Regions from separate parts of the Oryzias latipes genome. Here region 2 is linked to region 1. A link is a contact called in public Hi-C data. All regions are on one chromosome and are shown on one strand. Each heading gives the region's core, a stretch centred on a gene start, on an enhancer-like site or on the middle of the called end of the contact. The rest is flanking DNA. Distances are from core to core; before and after follow the strand shown.

Region 1 (6,106 bases), core at 1,860-4,359:
GACTGAGAAGCACTGGATTTATGAAGCCTCACTTTTTCTGCCTCTCTCTAAGGGAGGTCTAGGTTCGACTGATGTCACATCCAGGTTTATAGTCTTCAGACTACAGCCCATGGCCTTCTTTACCACTGCAGAGTGTGATGGCTCAATGCAACCAGGATTCTTCTGTTACAAGATGAAGATTTTGGTTACAACTAGACCTTTCTTTTACTATAGAATTCTGTATTTCTTATTTTTACATTTCTGTCTTGGGCATTTAAATCTTTGTATATATATATATATATATATATATATGTATGCATATATATATATATATATATATATATATATATATATATATATATATATATATATATATATATATATATATATATATATATATATATATATATATATATATATATATTTATATATATATATCTGCAAAATGTATATGGCAAAAATAAGACCCGGGCAATAAACAGCTACGCACTGCCAGTTATCAGATACCCTGCAGGAATAATAAGATGGCCAAAGGAAGAGATACAGACCACGGATGTTAAAACACGAAAGCTCCTCACCATGCATGGAGGGTTCCATCCCAAATCCAGCACCCTGAGACTGTATGCTAGCCGCAAGGAAGGAGGCCGAGGACTAGTGAGTGTAGAAGCCACTATCCAGGATGAAACATCCAAGATCCATGAGTACCTCAAGCTCAAGCTCAAGGCCCCAACTGACAGTGTGCTCAGTGAATGTCTCAGGCAATGGAGAGCAGAGGATACAGTGCTGGAGGACAGATCCTCATGGGAGGACAAACCCCTGCATGGGATGTACCACCGGACCATAACTGAAGTGGCTGATATCAAGAAGTCCTACCAATGGCTAGAAAGGGCTGGCCTACAGGACAGCACCGAAGCGCTCATCCTGGCAGCCCAGGAACAAGCCCTGAGCACCAGAGCAATACAGGCTCAGATCTACCACACCAGACAAGACCCAAGGTGTAGGCTGTGCAAAGAAGCGCCTGAAACAATCCAGCACATAACTGCAGGGTGTAAGATGCTGGCAGGTAAAGCATACATGGAGCGCCACAATCAAGTGGCTGGAATAATATACAGGAACATGTGTGCAGAATATGAACTGGAAACCCCAAGATCAAAATGGGAAACACCTCCGAAGATGACAGAGAATGAGAGGGCAAAGATCCTGTGGGACTTCCAGATCCAGACTGATAGGATGGTAATGGCGAACCAACCAGACATTGTAGTGGTGGATAAAGAACAGAGGAAAGCCGTTGTGGTGGATGTGGCATTGCCAAGCGATGGGAACATCAGGAAGAAGGAACATGAGAAACTGGAGAAATACCAGGGACTCAGAGAAGAACTGGAGAAAGCCTGGAAAGTGAAGGTGACAGTGGTGCCTGTGGTAATTGGAGCACTCGGGGCAGTAACCCCCAAGCTGGAGGAGTGGCTACAACAGATACCTGGAAAGACCTCAGACCTCTCAGTCCAGAAAAGTGCAGTGCTAGGAACAGCTAAGATACTGCAGGACCCTCAAGCTCCCAGGCCTCTGGTAGAGGACCCGAGCTTAGAGGAGAAACCACCCGCGGAGGGTGAGAGGGGCGTTTTTTGTTTTTTTTTTCTGCGGATTGTTGGCTGTTTATTCGGGAATGTTCAATCTCATGGAAAAACGCAAAGTGTTTGTGTTTAAAGTTATTGACACTGTTTGACAACATGGCATGAAACGGAGCTTAAAGCAAGATTGAAGGACACAAGGTCAATAACTGGCGGAGGCAGAGTGAGACATCTGTTAAAAGTGACTTATGGTCGATGAGTTTAATCACTTTTGGAGTGGATGATGAAGAGATGCTGTACCCAGAGTAGATGTTTAAGGTAAATAAAGAAAACGTCTGTCATGTGTACCTTTAATTTTAAGTTTGAAGAGATTCACTAATCTACCAAACAACCAACAGACTCAAGCACAATGAAAAGCTACTGTTGGAAAAGGCAGAGTACACCCTAAACAAGGTCACCAGGCTGTTGCAGGGCTACACAGACAAACACAACCTCTCACATGCACACCTAGAGGCAATTTAGAGACACAAATGAACCTCTGAAGCACGCTTTTGGACTGTGGGAAGAAGCTGGAGTGCCAGGAGAAAACCCAAGTTTGCACATATCCAAACTCCACACAGAAAGGAACCACCAGAGACTTTCTCGCTGTGAGGCAAGAGCGCTGACAACTGCGCCACAATGAAGTCCATCAGTAGGTTAACTCTTTTCAGGAATACACAGAAAATTTTTAAGATAAATCAAACAAATTTTAACATAGAAATCAGAATCCACTTTAAATTGAGATGCTTCGCTTGTGGCAGTAAAACCCAACATTTGCTGATTGTGTTTTCCTTTCATGTACACTATGCCCTTTGCAATCTGCAAACTGAAGAAGAGTATAGTCTTCTTCTTTTTCATTTCTTTCACAAAAAATGGAGAGACATAAGCTATACAGGGAATTATTGCAAAATGTTGTTGCTTTTAAAAGATTTGTAGGTTGGAGAATAGTGGTCTGGATTAAGTTACATAGTATGTTTTACCTAAATTTTTGTGTAACCAAGCTGTGTTTCAGCAGGTTTTTTGGAACAAATGAAAAAAACATTTACATAAATTAAAATTAAAAACTGCTCTTTTTTTGGCATGTGACTTTTCATAACGCTAATACATCAAATGTGTTACTGTGATGATTATTCTAAAGGAATCTAAAAGGACTAAAGAATTATGTGTACAGTTAAACATCTGTTGTCATATCTAATCTTAGTTTTTATGAATGACTCAGTCACACTCGTATGGGTGTTTGCGTGCAGATGGAGGCATACTGCAGAGGGAAGTGATGGAGATGAAGGGTGGGGGAGGGAATGCAGGAGTGACTGTTAAAGAGTAGAGAAGCCGCCAGGCTGAGGGAGGGGAAAAAATGAGGAAGAGAAAACACATGAAGGCAGGGAACATAACACAAGGAAACCCTGTGAGAGACCTCAATAGATGCTCTCTCTGCCTGACTCATCCCATTGCTTCCTTTTATTCTTGAAGTGGTGCAGTCTGCCTGCAAACATTACTCCATGTACGTGCGCGCGCACACACACACACAAGCCGTGACACGCTGAGAAGGGTGGCTCCGCCTCCTCTGCAGTGTAGCGACAGCCAGGAAGGGCAGCAATGGAGGAGCCAGCAATGCAGCAAGAAAAAATAGAGGCATCTCAGGAACATGCGGATGACGGAGGGAAGGCAGACTGGAAAAATGAGTGCTCTCTTTCCACTTTCCTCAAGCATTCCTGCCTCCTGTGTTGGTCATCTCCAAGGGATGCTGCAGACGTCATGGAAACAGATGAGAGAATCCTCACCAAGAAAGCAGAGATTAGAGTAAGAAGACCGCAGCACCTAGCACTGGTGTGTTGTGTGCATGTGTATGTTTCAAAGAGTGTTGTATATATTTTTTGTCTATGCTCATATGTTTTGTGGTATCATCTTTTAGAGGCTTTCTTTCTTTATTTACTGTTGTCATGTGACCAGGTCGTGCATCATACATGTCAATATTTATGTTCTTAAAATGTATTCAGTTCCATTGCAGCGTGTCCAGCAATAGCATCTGTGATGACAATGTACAACCTGCTGTGAGCTCTGGGACCTTGTTAGCATATATTGAATTGATAAAGGCTTTAAATATGAATGAGCATACGTGTTATAAGCTGTTCATGTATCTAGTAGGTTCTTTTTTTTATCGTTGACTACCTTTAAGCCCAACGAAAAAATGTTTGTAATGGGTCAGTTTTTGTAAAAATTGGTCCTGCCCACCAAAAGGGATAGTCATGGTATTAAAGTGACCTCAGATGTCAGGAATGGAATCATAGGAAAGACTGTGAAGAGCTTTGATCTCAGGAGTCCAAATAATAAGTGTCCTTGATCTTTGATGTTGAGCCTCATTTGTCTGATTCTACAAACTGTTCTTTGAATCATCCTGTGACATTCTATGACAGATATAGATCAGTTTTCGTCTTCGCATGGAATACCGAAGTCCTCCACAGATGAAGATTAGATGGCGATCACTGTGTGAACATCATGTCTAAAGAAAATTTAGACATGATGTCAAAATTTTAGGGGTTTTATAGGGTAAAATCTTTTCAAACACTGATTCCAGACTAATTTAAATTTGATTATTCCTCCACCTCCTCCAACCAATGCTGGCATGAATGGAAAGTCTCTGGTGTTTCATCTGCTTTGATGTAAAGTCCCTTGAGGTGTGCCACATGTGACACTGTAGATCTTGGGTGTCAGCCAATATGAAAACATCCATGTTCATGCTTGCCCTGATGTATTTTAGCATATGTGTGAACATCACTCGCAGAAAAGCACTTTCCAATTTCCAAATTCACAACAGTCGTCTCAATGGGCTTCGTATCGGTATTTGAAAAAGTGGAACATGAACTCAAAAGGATCATGAATACATAGAGTTCAATGGGAAAATACTAAATTGAACTAACAAACTGACTAAGCTGTACTGGCATACCTGCCCTTAGACCCCCTTTCCACTAAGTGTGTAGGAGACTTTCTCATAGAGAGGGATTCAGCTGAAGACTTCAAAAATTCAGGAAAAAAAAATAATGTTTTTGCAGTACACAAAGTATAAAACTATTTTTTTTTCTCATAAATGGAAAAAAACGATGCAGGAGACAATTTCAAGCAGGGAACAGTGGACAGGACCCCAGGCTGCGGATGCTGCGGATGACTGACGAGATTGTAGATAAAGAGGAAGAGGAGGAGGAGGGGTTAGCCCAGCAAAATCTAAAAGACAGCCTCACAATGGTGACATTTTTAGTAGACAAGAAAAAGGACTGGCTATAAAAGATCTTAATGGACTAGAGAGATGAGAGTAATTATGAATCAAAGTAGTTGGACAGAGGGACATCAAATTGAGAACTAAAACCCAACAGATGTGCCTTACTGCAAGTACCACACTTTAAAAGGTTTTTCAATGGCAAAGAAAATGCACAAGACTACCCTTCATTTAAAAGACAAACCCAACTCAGAGATGTAGTGCTGCCAAAGGGAACTAGAGCAGAACAACATGCCCATGTTGATCCTATAGGACATCTAGTGATGCAGAATGCATGGGCTGGAGTGCATCACACTGTCTGTTTATGGGATAACTTGACAGTTGATGAAAGCTCATTCATTCAGAAAAACTGCAGTCAGGGGTTCTTTCCAGTGCTGTTTTCATTAATCAATCAATCAATTAATCACTTTATTTGTTCAGCGCCTTTCATCATACACAATTAGGCCACAAGCTTAGAAACAGAGAGATATAAAAACCAGGTTAAAACAATGAGTAGTCTTAGCTCTAATCCACTCACAACACACAACTTAACACAATCATATTCAAAAGATCCTATATAAAATAACAGGCAACATTGATGATAATAACTCATTGAAGAGGTACTGGTAAACCAGGACATGTTAACTCATACATACATATCAACATACATACAAAATGCATTTAAGTTTAAAAATGACAATATGTTAAATGTTGCAAAAACTCTCAAGTCCACAGGTAAGTTAGTCCAGAGGTGAGGTCCAAGATACTGGAAAGAAGCTTCACCATGAGTCTATGTTCTAATAGCAGGTACCAATAAAAGGGCAGTACATGAGGAGTACCTCATGTGAAAGTACACAAAACAAGAATTGAACAGAATCAGAAAGTCACTTCGGTGAGGGAACTCTGAAAGCTCAGGACTAATGCTTTAAGAACATTAAGCCACTCCCACTGGTCATTTAAATTGATTAACAACAACAAAAAAAAAAAAACAATTGAAACAAAACAATTACAAATAAACAAAACTCTTTATATTGAGTATTCATGATAAATGTGTATGCAATTTAGTGGGCCAATGTAAAGTACTTAACTTTGACTGTAAAATCATGATGAATACATCAGCGTGTCTGCAACAAATGTTGAGTTGTGGAGAAAAGATCAAATGACAAACCCAATCCAGCCCAGAGGATTCCAGTCGGGCTAAATTGTCATCATATGTGTTATATAATAGCCTATATAAGTGATCATTAGAAAACATCAAAGGATTCTAGGT
Region 2 (6,106 bases), core at 1,950-4,449, 160 kb before region 1:
AGGTCTGGCAAAGCAAGAGGTGCCTTTATTTTTCCTTCTTTATCCTTTTCTTTTCAGACCTGTGGAAATGCTTCACATTCCACTGCATGCTAAAGATTTATCAACTAGCTTATGAGTCCATTGTTCCAGCTTTTTTATTTTTTTTTTCTTGCTTGATTTTTGCAGGTGGAACCGGAAGGAGCCTGCAGCACTAACAGCTGAGCTCTATAGATATTTTATTTTTTTTAAACCAATTTGAAATAAATTTAACTTATGTATTCCAATAAATGTCTATTGTGAAACAAATATGTTTGGCTATCGTCATTTTTTCTGGTCAACCTTTCATATTTTTCAGCTGTTCATTAAGCAGGCTTCAGGTATTTCCTATTGGTCTACAAAGGTCACCTATAAAACGTACTGTAGTGTCAAACACACTTCATCAGCAGTGAGTAGGGCACGGCTACATGGGACAGATGAGTTTGTTCCCCTTAAGGACCAAGGGCTCTTGGGTAAATTTAAATTAATTCATAATTAACTAAATCTTGATACATTTGTCCGATTCAACCAACTTATGATGTTATGATGCCACTTGACAGTAAGCTCTTGGCAAAATGTGACTTAAAAGTAGATGTTTGTGGGAAAAACACAAGTTGATATATAAATGTGAGGAAAATGGAGATTCTAAACAGGACTAACAATAAAAATCAATGAAGTTAATCTCAGGATTTTTGGTATTTTTAAAACTGACCATAATCCTTTAGCTTTTTGTTTAAAAATCTGAGCCGGTGTTGGAATATATACAAATAGGTGAATTCTGACTTTTGTATAAATTACTCTCAATGTTTTGAGTTGTTTACATCTTGTGACGTTGAAGCTGATGCATTCCTAAAACTGAGAACTGACAAAGAAACATTTACTCTTTTTGAATGGAAGAATTGGAGAAAACAGGATGACTTTTGCTCCCATAGATCAGTACAGACTTTCCAGTTTTCCTGTATATAGAAAGGCCTCCTGCAGGTATGAATCACAGGGTTAATGCTCTCTTTACACAGGGATTTCTGCACCTGTGGGTGTTCTGCACTCATGCAGTGGTCCTGCAGCTCTGAGTTTTCGATGCGGTACGACGCACTGGAAATGTGTCACGCATGCATTCAGCTTTGTGAAAAAAAAGCTGATGGATTCAATCCATGTAGAATGGGGGGGGGGTTGCAAATAGAAAATCTAAATGTCAATGATTTAAAAAAAAAAAAAAAAAAGCCTATGCAAGGCTTAAGTGAAATTGGTTGGGGGATGTGCATTAAAAAAAAAAACATCCAATGAAATATCCATCCATTTAAATGCAGAGTTGTTGAAGTTTATTTATTTTACTATAGGTTAATTGAACTTTAAAGTGATGTTTTTCATTAGTTTTATCCTTGTCAAGTTTAAATAGTACAACACCAAATTAAACTTATTTTGAAATGAAAACGAAATCTTTAACAAACCGAATTGAGCGCAGTGGTTGGCGTGTTCCCCTCCCAGCGAGAAGCCCTGGTTCAAATCCCAGCTGAGACCTTATTTGGAGTTTGCATGTTCTTGTGCACGCATGGGTTTTCTCAGACTTCCTCCCACAGTCCAAAGACATCCCTAGCATATTAATTGGCGTTGCTAAATTTCCTCGAGGTGTGCATGTGAGTATGTGGCCCTGCAACAGACTAGTGACCTCTTCAGGGTTTACCCCACCTTTGCCCAACAGTAACTGGATTGGCTCCAACAGCCCCTTGACCCTGAAAGGGATTCGGCAGGTTCTGAAAATTGATGGATGGATGAATTACATTGAAAATCCAATCCCATTACAAGCTTATGGTGGTGAAAATGAACCATTGTCTCTTTAGTGTGAAGAAACGTGATGACCTATAGCACAGTCATAAGTGAGCCTGTAAATGCTTTTACCTAAATCTTATCATCAATCATGAACATGAAGATTTCTTGTCTTGATCGAGTTTTTTTTATTGACTAAATTCATTTGGACCTGTTAATGTGCAACAAGTAGAGCAGGAATTGTTTAAATTCGTACACTGTGTTGGCCGTCAAGAGCCACAGATGGTCTTGCCCTACAGCTATGCACCTGGAAATGTCATCACATTTCAATTATTTGAAATTTGAGTACAATAAGAGAAAAATCCAGCAGGGGTTTACATTTTACATGATTTTAACTATTAGAACAGGTTAAGACGGGATAAACTATAAGCTTTTATGTTAAAAGAAAGACCAAATCAACCATGTCAGCTTGGAAAACTAGATCTATGGCAGTTGAGCAAATTTAGAAATATTCATCCAGTTATCAGTCATATATGCCCTAATTCCCTGCACTTTAGAAATAAATTATCAATGTGTTTTTTTAAATATACTGCAGATAAAATGTGCTTAAGCCTTTGGAAAGCTCAGTGTGATTTTTTTTTTAACCAGACATTTTGTACTCTGAATTTTCTCAGCACACTTGAGCAGTTTTAGTGCAGAGGATTCATTGCTATAAATGAGTGAAATTAAACTTGCTGAGCTTTATTAACCAATAGGAACTGTGCATCATCAGGCTCCTCTGCCATTCAAATAATTTCTGAATTTGGTTGATATTAACCTTTTTTTTGTAACCCAATTTTTTTTCAGCATTTGAGCAAATTCTTGTTGATGTAGAATGTTTACTTCTCAGATTACTCCACACTCGCATTGCTGCATTTTAAAGTTACCCGTTGGTTCTACTAAAAGGATGGACCTGACCAAGCCATCCATTCTTACGTGAAATGTTTGAAATCATGTAACCTGTTGAAATGCCTACATACACATGTTCTGCCTGATGGTTGCCAATTCCAGCTGTCTGTTCACCACTTGAGCACTCAGCAAAAATAGTCATCGGTGATCTTCTGGTTAGACCTAAGATTCTATTGAAAGTGAGATGTAAACAGAATAAAGATAGCAGTCGCCCTAGGTGCTGCTTCCAGGCTTCCATAGCACACACAAGGTGGTCTGCTTCTCAAGTAGTACAGAATTAATGTGCTTTAAAAGACACCCACCTCTGTTTTCCGATGAATCTCCCATTTAGTGCATCTTTATAGCCAGAAAAATGCAATTTGTAAACGGAATACATTGTATTTAACTTACTTCCGGTTTCTTTCAAATTAAGATAAGTACAAAGCTTACATTGTTTTTTAATTTATTTTATTTTTCAGCCCTTTCTGTTATCTTTCCAATGGTGTGCTTGTGAATTAAATTTTTTTGTCATCAGGAATATCTGTAATTTAAAAATGGTACTCCAATTCAACACAAACTTTAAGCAGGTAAAAAAAGTGAATGTTTAGTTTTACTAAAAACCTTTTCTTTTTGTCTTGGCAATACATGTGCACCAACATTCAAACTGAAGAAACACAAATCGCTTTTCAAGACTTTAGTTCCAGGTAAGGTTTTTTTTTCCTGCTCTTTCATGCATGTATGCATGTGCGGTCTTGTTTAGGTGCTTTATATTCCTCCCCCTGGTCCCTATAATGGGTTTGCAGAACTGGTGTGTTCGTGGAGACCTCAGGAAAAAAGCTGTACAGAATGGTGGCTCTACTTTAAATAGCAGAATAAGCTATTAGTGCTTTTATTTTTTAGCGCGAATTGGCCTGGGTTCCTGTGCGTCCGCCTCACGTACGCTCAATTCACTGCTGCAGTTCACGCACCGCAGGCTTGCGCCAACTGCGTCCGCAAAATCCACACTCGCGCTCGTTCCAGCGGTGACTGCAGCCGTCTCCTTGCTGCCTCCAAGACGTGGACGCGGTGTGGGATCTAGCCGCCGGAGTTTGCGCACAGCGATGGTGTGAGGAGCCACCGGAGGTAAGCCGCAGCTTGTAACGGACAGGCTGACAGACAGGTGCCGGGCTTGATTCGGCTCTACTCTAGTGCGTCCAACAGCAGTCCTCTGCTGACGGGTGAGTCAGGGCGATCGGATCGGGTGCTGGAATGTGAGGTCGGGGGAGGATGTGACGGTCATCCTTCACGGCCGTACGCTGCGCATCCTCCGCGCTCCCAGCTGCGTTCGCGGACGCTTCAGCTGCAGCTCTGTGTGGCACCGCCGCGCGCTAGAAAAAACACAACTGTCTCCCCCTAACATTTCTGCTGAAAGCCCTTTTCTTCTTAAGAAGCAGTGCGCCAGACATTCAGACGAATCCTCTTGAAGTGAATCCTCGAAAATCCGTCGCATGTTTGGCTCACAGCCCACGCAGCGCGCCATTATCCTTGGTGTAAGTGAAGTTTGCAGACTGATCCAGGCTTTTGCGTGCTGGTGTTTCTGTGGAAGATGTGATGATGGGAGAGCCGAGCGGAGACGCAGCAGCGGGATGTGCTGGAATAATCAGGGGGGTCACAAATGATGCTGTTTCCCCCCAAACCCGCAGACGACGGAGGTTCATTTGTGATTTCCTGCAGCGCGCCGAGGCGCCATAAACCGCAGCACGCGCTTGGTCTTATTACCTCCTCGGTGCCGTTGAGCAAAACACGCTCACATGGCACCACAGCTGCACGGAGGACTGCTGTGGAGGAGACGCGCAACAAAGAGCGTCTTCCACTTGCAGCATTTTACGCTTGGCTGCTGTGATGTCACGAGAGCTGGGTTTTGGTGCGGAGAGGTGGACTCTGGTTTCCGCTTCAGTGAGAAGTTTTGAGTTCATAGAAAGCAGCGTCACTTGTCGCCTGTGGCTGAGAACGAAAGGACACGCAATTCCTGAGACCAGCAGAACAACGGGAAGGGAAGGCTCTGCGTCTGAGCTCTAACCAGAACCTTTACGCATAAAAGTCTGCTTTAACAATCAATTATGTAGTCATGTGCGCCCCATAGTCATGGACAAAACTTAGCAATAGGTAACCTTATCTTGCAGTTCTAAATCTTGTGCTAAAACAAAGGAGAACCACCAGAATAATTAGGTTGACTGAATATTTTACAGTCACAGTCATCTCAGCGCAATTTACATAAAGAATGATTAAAAAGAAAAGAAAAACAACAAAACATGAAAAGGCTAAAGTAGTCAGTTTATATGATTTGATTCTTTCATTTTTTTTCCCATTATTTAAATAAACAATTATGCGTAATGGACACAAAAAAGAGTTTTATTTATTTATTCAAACTTAGATTTGTTTTACATTAGGAATTTACACCACAGGAGCACTAGAAAAAGCCTCAAATTAAACTTGATTCTTGATTTATATGAGTAATTTTTCATCCTGATCATAACAATCGATTCAATCAATAAAATGTAGTTTTTCTTAAGCCCAGCTATAGCTTATATAAGAGACCAACAGGTTACATCAAACATTTCTGATGTTGGTCTTCTCAACTGCTACTGGGTAACTGCAGGGAAAAGATTCCATTTGAATAAAATAAAAATAAACCTGGCATATGCATTTGCATTAATCAAAGAACAAACACTTGTGTGTGTGTGTGTGTGTGTGTGTGTGTGTGTGTGTGTTTTAAAATAGGAAATAATGTAAACCTTCATTCTTCACATTTAACAAATCATTTGACTTTTTGTTTGCCATTGAGCGTTGTTGCAGAGGGGTGCCCCACTGACATGTTGTATTTACAGAAACGGTGTTTCTGTCTTGTAGAAACGATCTAGTTCTACTAGGCATTACAGTTGGCCTTTTAGACGTGCTGTCCTTCTGACAGTAAAATGTCTTTTAAAAGTTTGTAGTAAGTTGCACAACACAAAACTGTGTTTGTGTAAAAACAATGCCCTGCTGTTAGACTTGAAGTTGACATGAGCTGGTTAGCAGCTAAAAAAATTTAAGAAGACAGGAAAATGCTACTTCTGAGCAAGTCAAATAGCTTCCCTTTTTAGTGGAGCCAGACAAATCATAAATTTTGTGGTACAAGCACCAATTTTAACATGGATGTACCTTAGGATCCCCTCTTTCAGAAAAGTACGTCAGCCACGAGAAAAATTCAATTGTTACAAAATTATTCAATGTCTATTTGCCTCAGTCTTAACAAAATGCACAAAATGTAGTCTTTAAACATGAGGGGTACCTACAGATTATTATTATATGTATATAATACTGTATTATATATATTTTAAAATTCTGGAATTCTCGTGGTGTTTCTAAAAGAGAGAACCCT

What was found. Hi-C and Micro-C count contacts between places; a contact is called where the count stands out from the background.
Region 2: a contact with region 1 is called in a Hi-C map of embryo, with 1.7 times the contacts expected there. The contact joins the promoter of LOC101160590 here to the promoter of LOC105356173 in region 1. A contact is called at or near these places in 2 of 5 Hi-C or Micro-C datasets (embryo and gastrula embryo).

Annotation. Positions count from the first base shown.
Region 1 is chr17:13,478,684-13,484,789 of ASM223467v1, reverse strand. It overlaps LOC105356173, which reads left to right and starts at 3,109. Exons shown (of 10, transcript XM_020710846.2): 1 at 3,109-3,413. The coding sequence starts at 3,183.
Region 2 is chr17:13,635,123-13,641,228 of ASM223467v1, reverse strand. It overlaps LOC101160590 (disks large-associated protein 1-like), which reads left to right and starts at 3,199. Exons shown (of 15, transcript XM_011486379.2): 1 at 3,199-3,828. It overlaps LOC101160842, which reads left to right. Exons shown (of 6, transcript XM_023965479.1): 5 at 1-19; 6 at 166-287. The coding sequence ends at 194.